Linked DNA regions of Rattus norvegicus: region 2 is linked to region 1. Evidence: chromatin contacts called from public Hi-C data. All regions are on one chromosome and are shown on one strand. The core of a region is the stretch at or near the end of the contact, and the rest is flanking DNA. Distances in the headings are between cores, read along the strand shown. Region 1 holds the start of Prpmp5l1 (proline-rich protein MP5 like 1). Region 2 has its middle 17 kb from the start of Fyb2.

The links. Hi-C and Micro-C count contacts between places; a contact is called where the count stands out from the background.
Region 2: a Hi-C map of Schwann cells shows a contact between it and region 1, with 12 times the contacts expected there. The contact joins the enhancer-like site here to the promoter of Prpmp5l1 in region 1. A contact is called at or near these places in 2 of 12 Hi-C or Micro-C datasets (Schwann cells and frontal cortex).

Annotation. Positions count from the first base shown.
Region 1 is chr5:124,367,669-124,372,037 of GRCr8, reverse strand. It overlaps Prpmp5l1 (proline-rich protein MP5 like 1), which reads left to right and starts at 1,770. Exons shown (of 1, transcript XM_008763963.1): 1 at 1,770-2,459. The coding sequence starts at 1,770. The coding sequence ends at 2,459. It overlaps Dab1 (DAB adaptor protein 1), which reads right to left and starts at 2,105. Exons shown (of 15, transcript NM_153621.2): 1 at 1,945-2,105.
Region 2 is chr5:124,886,633-124,891,001 of GRCr8, reverse strand. No RefSeq gene overlaps it. Among named protein-coding and RNA genes, the nearest start is that of Fyb2, 17 kb to the left of the region's middle. Within about 2 kb of position 2,186, at least 4 of the 93 cell types and tissues checked have an H3K27ac peak or open chromatin away from gene starts, as enhancers often do. A contact at or near this core is called in Schwann cells, where this site is marked.

The DNA of each region.
Region 1 (4,369 bases), core at 521-3,020:
CACCGGATAGCACTTCTCTCTTTTTCCCTGTGCAACTCAGTATCCCATCCAGAATTGCTCATCGTGGAGATGATAAAAAACAATGGGTGCTAATTCAGGGGGTGGGGATGGTTTATAATTTTATGGATTCCCCGAAGACCCATAATTGGCACATGAATGTACAAGCGTGAACTGGATAATTAGGAGGTTCTGAACGTAAGCCACCTTTAATTTATATGATTACTTTGCAAACATGTTAAGTGCTGGGAAGTGTCAGTGGAACCCCCACAAAGCCTTTATTCAAAACCATCAACACTGTGAAAGTGTGTCTAATGGGCCAGCTCCACGCGAGGAGATCGGGGAAGAAGGAAGAAGCAGTGACAAGGATGCTCTCACCTCCGGGGTTTGGCAGAGGGAGGCATTGTGGCACCCTACAGGAGGCCTCTGGGCAGAGAAAGGCGCTCCGGCCTCCCCCGCAATCTCTCCTCCATTCCGGGCGCTCTCTCTCTCTCTCTCTCTCTCTCTCTCTCTTCTTTTCTCTTCTTTTCTTTTCTTTTCTTTTCTTTCTCCCCTTCCATCCACACACACACCACCACCACCACCACGCTGCCTCGCATCCTGCCTTAGAAACACGTATCAGAGCTAGCACTCGCCCGCGCCGCGGCGCTCTCCAAGTCTCCAGCGCCTGACAGTCGCCTAGAGTCCTGGGCTCCCCACCCCCATCCCATTCCTTCACTCTCCTAGCCCAGGCGGAAATACCCCGCAGACCCCCAACAATGAGGATTTGTGTGATGCAGATGGGGGTTGGGGCGGGTTTCCAACGAGTGAAACGCAGCGTGCAGGGTCGGCTACTAGACCGTGCGGCAGCCTAGACGCACCAGTTTGCCAAGCAGCTTTCTCTGCCCACCCACCCCACCCGATCCACTAGCACCACCCTCAAAAGAAATAGTGAAAGAAAGAAAGAAAGAAAGAAAAAGCGCCTTTAAAAGTGCAGTAAAGACTCACCCTCCCACCAGGGGTCACAAGCATACTACACGGGATGGATGCAGAAGCAGTGACCAGCAGGGTGTGGAAATACACTTTGTAGACTCACCAAGTACCTTCCTGGAGCCTTAACACAAAACTACCCCTAAATCAGGACTCCCTGACTCCAGGTTCCTTTGATGGCTTGGACTGAATCGTAGAGCTCCTTTACGAAACTAGCCACGAAGAATCAAAGTTTCCCCAGCATGAAAATCCTTGTCTTGCGATCGAGAGAGTGGGGTACGGAGTTGTGGGAGAAGAGGGCCGGATGCGAGGGGAGTGGCTGGTGACCAAGGGCCTGAGGACTGAGTAGTGGAGAGAGCGCGACAGGGAACACCGAGACGCAGGACCCTTAGAAAGGTTTTGGTCCAGCGCCGGTGTCCCCGGAAAGGGTTGGTTTCATTGGGAAGAGTCCGGTTGATGGAGAGGTCGAGGCAGAGCCAAAGCGTTGCCGGGATGTAGGGAAGTGAGAACTCGGGTTGCGCGGAGTGGGTAAGAGGTCCGACCCGCGAGTACCACTAGCAAGGCAGGGAGGAGGCTTAGGGAGAACTCGGCAAGTCCTAGAGTGGGAGAAGACAGACTCGGGTGGCTAGAGTCGGAGGAGGATGCAGGGGGTCTGGCGACAGGGTCTCCGGTAGGCAAGCCTAAGGAGAGGATCGCGAGTGTTCAGAAGTAGGGCGAAGGAAGTGGGGACCAGCCGGAAAGGAGACGCAGGGTAGCTTCCCAAGCAAGTGGTGGGAGATGATAGAAAACTGCGGCACTCGCTAATGCACCGCACCTCGCGCCAAACTCCCGAGAGACGCGCCCCGAATGCCATCCTCAGTACCCGGGCTCGCGGGCCCCAGTCGAGCTACCCGGGCTCGCGGAAGCCGGGTGTCTCCGCGAGCCACCTGCGCTCGCTCAACTCCGGGTCTCCCGCGTGCCCCCCGCCGCGCCTCTCACCTCGGCTCCCCCGGAGCATCCTCCTCCGCTGCCGCAGCCGCCCCGGACAAGGCTCTCCATGCCCTGCGGGCGGCCGCACTCAGACGCGCTCTCCAGCCCCGGGAAGCCCGGGTGAGCGCCTAGCTGGGTCCATCCTCCCCGGGAAGCGACGGGCGCGCGTCAGAGCAGGGGGAGGAGACCGGCCCCCGTGCGGTGCTCAGACCCGCCTCCTCCAGCGGCCCCCGCCCCGCGTTAGCCCCGCCACTCACCTGCCACTGAGCGTCCCAAGCCCTTCCTCGCCGGCTCCCTCTCCCGCCCGGGCTCTCTGTTCGCCGCCAGAACGCGTTCCGAGCGACAGCTCAGTGGAGTCGCCGCGGCGCCGACGAAGGGGAAGAGCCAACGAGCGGGCGAGCGGGGGCGCCGCGGCTCGCGGTCGCGCTTCTCCAGTCCTCTCGCTCGCCCCCCATCCCGGGAGTAGAGACCGATTGGAGCCGAGAACCTGGGGTCCCCGCCCTGCCGTTCGTCGCAGGGGGTAGGGGGATTGCGCTGCGAGCGGGCCACGTTCCTAGGCAGCCGCTGCAGCCTCCTCCCGGACTCCGCGTTTCTCCAGTGCCTGCTTTTAGCCAAGCCTCTACGCACACAAGTAGACAGGGCACAGAGCCAAGCGGAGGCCGCGCGAGCTTCTTGCCCCGAGCCCCTTGGCAGAAGGGGGCGCTCTCTCCCAGCCGCCCAGGCCCGCTTCACCCCGCCTTTTATTGACCTTTCCCAGGCAAAGTTGGCCTTCACCTGTCACTTTTTCAGCACCTCTCTGTAGCCTCCTCTGCCCCTGAGGGCACGCAGGCCCCAGTTAACTTGTTTTCCCTACTCCATTCTTAGAATGCAGGGCAGTAGACCCTCTTGTAAATTAGAGAAGGGGTCCTACCTTACAAAGATCTCAGAAACACCGAGTGGCAAAAAATAATTGGATTAGTCGGAAATTCTTCCACCTTGAGATTGGATTCGGCTTTGTCAACGCCAGTGTGGCACGCACGTCTCCAGAGGCTTGAATGCTTGGTGGGAAGGGGGAGTGTGAAAATCACCTGCTGCCTGTCTCTGGGAGCTAGGAGAAGTTTAAAGTCTGCTCTTCTTTTGAGGGGCCACACACCTGCCTCCCAGCTGGGCAGTAATAAAGCTAATGCAGCAGCTTGTTTTGGGGTGGCCGGATTTTTTTTCTGGTAGCTTCTGTTATTCACCCATGAAAATTTAATGATGCATTTAGGGTTATTACCTCTAGAGTCAATGGGCTAAAAATATTTAGCCTAATGCACTGCTTGTGGAGTCAGTGGGTCTGTGGCTGGTTTGTACAAAATCATCTGGAGACCCTCCCTCCCTCCACAAAATTCACGATCCATTACACTTATCCCATAATAACAGCTCTGTACAAATGGAGGCCCTGCAAAACTTGGCTGTCAGGCACCTCTGAAAATATAGCAATTTACATAGAGACAAGAAAAAAAAATCCCGAGGTCATTGGCAGGATAGGATCTACCAAAAAGAGGATGATCGAAAGAAATTCTCCACAACTTGGCAGAGAGGTTCCATTCTTGATGGTTTCTGTCTACCTCTGGGGAGGCTGTCAGTCTTATGGTGGGATCAGGGAATCCCCACTGGATTTCTCTCCAACTTTTACAAAAGTTCTCAAAAGTGGGTAGAGTTGGGCACCAGGTCCTATACCTTGTGCGGAAGTTGAAATTGGCTGGGGAACAACTCAGCTGTGTTCAAGAAAACATTTCACTTCCGTTGTTTACAAAGAGAAGTCTCTGGGGTCTGAACTCAATACCGAGAAAAGAAAGAAATTTGAGACCTCCTGGAGGAAATAGGGGAGAGTATAGTTGAGTGCTGGTCATTTCTATGGGCTCGTGAATGCCACACTTTGGGCAAGTTGCATACGTCTGACTTGTTACAGACTCTACCAAAACAAAATTTAAAATTCCCTGATTTAAGGACAGCTTTGAAACGTCCATATACCTGCCTTTTAAGAGTACATGTCTGAAGTCCGACTTATAGCTGCCTCCTGCCTCCTGTCTTCACCAGACATTGGGGCTAGAGTCATCAGAGGGAACTGGGAAACTGAGTTTGCCAAGCCATACAATGTACAAGAATGTAAAACTCTATCTCTAGTCAGTGTTGGACAAAGTCCACAATGGAAACTGGGCAAATTCCCATGAAATCCAATGGGGGCAACAAGCCACAGCTGTTCCTATCTCGAGCCTGGAAGAAAGTGTGATGTATGGGCACAAGCTGCCCACTGTGGGCCTCAGGGCCTTCCGGTTAAACCGGACAAAATTTAAAAGGATATTTTGTCACTCTGCTAAATGTCAAGAAATAGCTCATCTGAAAGATAAGGTGTGTGGGGCTTCACCGCTGTTCTTTTGAAAATACCAATGTAATTTGTATTAAATATGGC
Region 2 (4,369 bases), core at 937-3,436, 520 kb before region 1:
AGCAAGAAATTCCTTTTCTTGCAGCAGAAACCCTGGGTGAAAACCAAACCATGATTTCAGAATTCATTATTGCCAACACAGAAAACAATAGAACATACACCTGCATTTCCTGGATTAGGCAGTATCAGAAGCCTAACCAACCACCCAGGGCTAGTGAAGTCAGCTTGGAGGAAAGCCGTTGTTAACTGCTACTTTCCTAAACTAGCATAATTCTTAACTACATTACAAACATTGGTCCTTATAGTCACAGATAAGTGTAGTTTTCATCTCTCACCAAGGAAACTTCTCTTTGCAATAAGTGGAGAACACTACCGAAAAGCACAACCAATCAAAACATGCTGTTGTAGAACCTAGTACCAGCGGATACAGCTACGATATAACTGCCACAACCAAGGCTCCGAGATCACTGAGGAACGGGGGACCAAAAGACTATAAAAGTCAGGGGAATAGGGAGTTTGCTGTGGTACTGTGACTCCCAGGAATATCAGAAACCAGAACCACGAAGTCTCACCAACTCAAGTATCTAAGCATGAACTTAGACATGTGATAATAATACACAATTTGACATAATAGACATGTCAAAGTGGACAGGAGAAAGATGAGAGGCCTCAACCTTAAAGAAAGAACCACAGCAACTGAACAATGCTGAGAGAGGAAGAAACAGTCTTCCCCAGGGAAGAACACACTGATTGGTTATGCAATTTCAAACAGTCAGCCCTGAAAACATATACAAAAGTAACATTTGCATCTGTATTTATGCATTTATGTACACATACACGTATATGAATATGTATGTTCATGTAAATATAAATATGTATATGTATGTATATTTGTGTGTTCGTGTAAGATGACAATTTTTTTAAAAGATACTGTGAATTTGAAAGAGCAAGGAGGGGCATATGGGAGAGTTTGGAGGGAGGAAAAATACAGAGAGAATGATATAAATTATATCATAATCTCAAAAATGAAAATAAGTATGTTTCAAACAAGAGATGAGTCCACTTTTTTTTTTCTTCTTGGTTCTTTTTTTCGGAGCTGGGGATCGAACCCAGGGCCTTGCGCTTCCTAGGCAAGCGCTCTACCACTGAGCTAAATCCCCAACCCCAGAGTCCACTTTCCTCCTGTGACATCTTGGAGTATTCCTTTGCCATTTGTGTGGACACGGAGACAGAGTGGGAGCCTTCCCGGGTGCTTGAGAGTTAGGTCAATAAGGGTTGCAGCGAGCTCTTCCGCCCACTGTCTGGAATCGCCACTTAAGTCTCTAGCTACCTGAGAAGAAGGCAAGGGATCACAGTCTCTCCAGAGGAAGGGGGGTATGTATCTGCTATTACAGTGGAGGACTGTCCTTCCCGGGACCCTGCCTCCGACCCAGGGGTCTATGCTGAGCCAGTAGTGTCCTCTCTTTCTCCATCTCTCCACAGCACTCCTCCCACACACACATTCACATGGAGTTATCCCTTCAATATCTTGTCACCGTGATTCTCTGACAGCCAACTTGCATTTCACTCCTCTGTATCTTCTAAAGCAAAGAAGAAACTCCCAGTTTCCCTGACATTTGATAGAACCGGGGATGCTCTTACTACCTCAGAGACGCTCAGCCTGATAATGTATATGAGGAATAGATCATTTACTTACGCTCAAAGCAGATGGACTTTATAAGGAGAAGTACTCTGTAACGCAGACATGGCTGGGAAGAATAAATCAAATCTTTCTGTGTACTTAGGGGAAAAGGAATTATTCAAATGTAGCCTACAGCTTCAGGTCCATTTATGGAGCCTGCAATCCTAAATAGTGACCACCAGGGGGAGCACTAGTCCCATCTCTACACGGGTTCTATTTTTAGAGACTCATACTTGCCTCAAGGAAGAAACCAAAGAAATAAGACTATAATACTTTTTTTTTTAAATCGGACCAACTTATAAATTATTTGTGAGTCCAATAAAAGGCAATTATCAACATTTCCTACTATTTCAAGAGTAATATATTCTATGTTAGAAAAAGATTCAATTTATTCCTTGGCTATGATTCAGATGACAGAAAATTGGAGGCAACTGAACCAAAAGACTGTTCTCCTGTGTAAATCTGTCTTTAAAACCCAAATCATGTGCTTAGGAGAGTGCTCGCTATGACATAAGGAGCCATTGTCTTCAAGGTCCCCTCTCGTCACAGTCACTCGGACAAGCTGTGCCCTTGCTAGGTATGATGTCATAGGACCCTGTGGACAAAACCCAGTCTGTGGCATTCTCTGGTCACCTCAGTACAAGCAGCCTCTGAGGAACTTAGAGAGTTGAAGCATGAGGCCTGGGGGAAGGGGGGATTGCAGACATGTAACAGACTTCCAGGATTCTAGGGGTCAAATCAAAGTTCACAGAATCAAGGACAAGAGGACATTTGTATGAGCAAAGCCCGGAGCCCTGGCACAAGGTCTGCTGCAGAGCCATGCAGTAAGGAAAGCACTGCCAGTCAACTGAACCTCGCCTTTCTGAGGCAGCGAAACTGAGCCTTTGGGCAAACCATCTTCAGGCTGTGCACAGCGGTTCTCTCAGATTGAGTCTCAATATGAGATGCAGTCTTTGTGTCTGTGTGTCTGTGTTTGTGTGTGTGTGTGTGTGTGTGTGTGTGTGTGTGTGTGTGTGTGTGGCCATCACAGGTGGTCAACCAATACCAATTTTCTTCCTGGAAAAGGTTTTGCATTTTCCTAAATACAGTCACAAATACATGGGACCTCTTTGTTTTCACAGATTCTGAGTCTGAGGCTCAGGTGCCTAAGGATTTCCTTTGAAGTCCTAAATGGTTGGGTGACAGAGGACTCACCTGGGCATTGGGCTCTCCTCCTAAATCCCTTGGCTTTAAAGAAGGCCTGTTGTTAGAGGTGTGAGAATTTGGACGCTTATCTGAACTGAGAAGTACTTTTTCTCATGAATGGTCAAGAAAGGTCCAGACAGTTGGAATGAGAGCATGTGGAGGTCTCTCACCCAACTGCATGGACTAGAAGGAGCTGCTTCCCTTGGTTATGTGATGAGCAGATCACATGGACAGAAGAAGATGAGCTGCTAGACCAACCTCAATGACTGTGCCCACCTCCAATCCTTATATTGGGCCTAATCCTCAGTGTGCTTGTGTTTGATAAGATCAGGAGGGTAGAGCCGTTCTGAATCCAATTGACATCTACCTCCTGTCCCACATGACAACAATGAGGAGCTGGTTGTGTCCTAGAACATGGTTTCTGCTCAGACACACATCTGTCTACCTGTGTCTTGATTGTAGATTGCTTGGTCTCTAGAATGGTGGGAAAGAAAGGTCTTCTTATTTAAGCCATTTGGTTTGTGGCATTCTGTCACAGAAGCCCAGAGAGACTAAACAAGCTAGAATCTGAGGGACTTGGAGAAGCATTAGGGCACCATTGGCAGACACATTGCAGATGTCCAGAAGTTAAGGGTGCCACGATAGTGGTCCGGAATGAAGGAAAGGGGGCTATTGGACAAGGAAGGTCCTGACACAAGGTTTGCTGTGAGATTTCATGCTGGAGCAGCACAAGTCCCACAGAGTGGGCTGACCATTCAACAATTCTTGCTCTAGTTTTCAGTGTGGTCACTGTGTTTGCCCATGTTCCATCCTCAGACATCATATTCCTCTCAGCAGCTCATTCTCAACTTCCCTCCTACCTTTCTACCTTCCTTAACCTTTCTCTGCACTCAGGAAGACTGAGTTACAGAGAACCATGACCTGGACGGTGCTGGCAGGTTCTAGTTAGAAGCTCTAGTGTGAAGTCCCAAGGTGAGATAAGATGGTCACAGCAAAAGGACTGGAAGAGCTTGAAGGGGCTCGAGACCCCATATGTACAACAATGCCAAGCAACCAGAGCTTCCAGGGACTAAGCCACTACCCAAAGACTATACATGGACTGACCCTGGACTCTGACCTCATAGGTAGCAATGAATATCCTAGTAAGAGCACCAGTGGAAGGGGAAGCCCTGGGTCCTGCTAAGACTGAAACCCCAGTGAACTAGACTGTTAGGGGAGGGTGGTAATGGGGGGAGGATGGGGAGGGGAACACCCATAAAGAAGGGGAGGGGGAGGGGTTAGGGGTCTGTTGGCCCGGAAACCGGGAAAGGGAATAACACTCGAAATGTAAATAAGAAATACTCAAGTTAATTAAAAAAAAAAAAAAAAAGATGGTCACAGCATCTCTCCTGCCTCCTATTGTGTGGCTGGTCATAGGCAGTCCCGGAGTATTGGTCTTCTTGTACTTCCTTATGCCTTGGCTTTGGGGTGTGCCAGAAACTCCTCTCGTGGTAAGGGTACCAGTTCTTCCTGGTTTGATCTCATCTCATTGGTTTCTTCAACCCCGTCCTCACCTCCCTGAGAG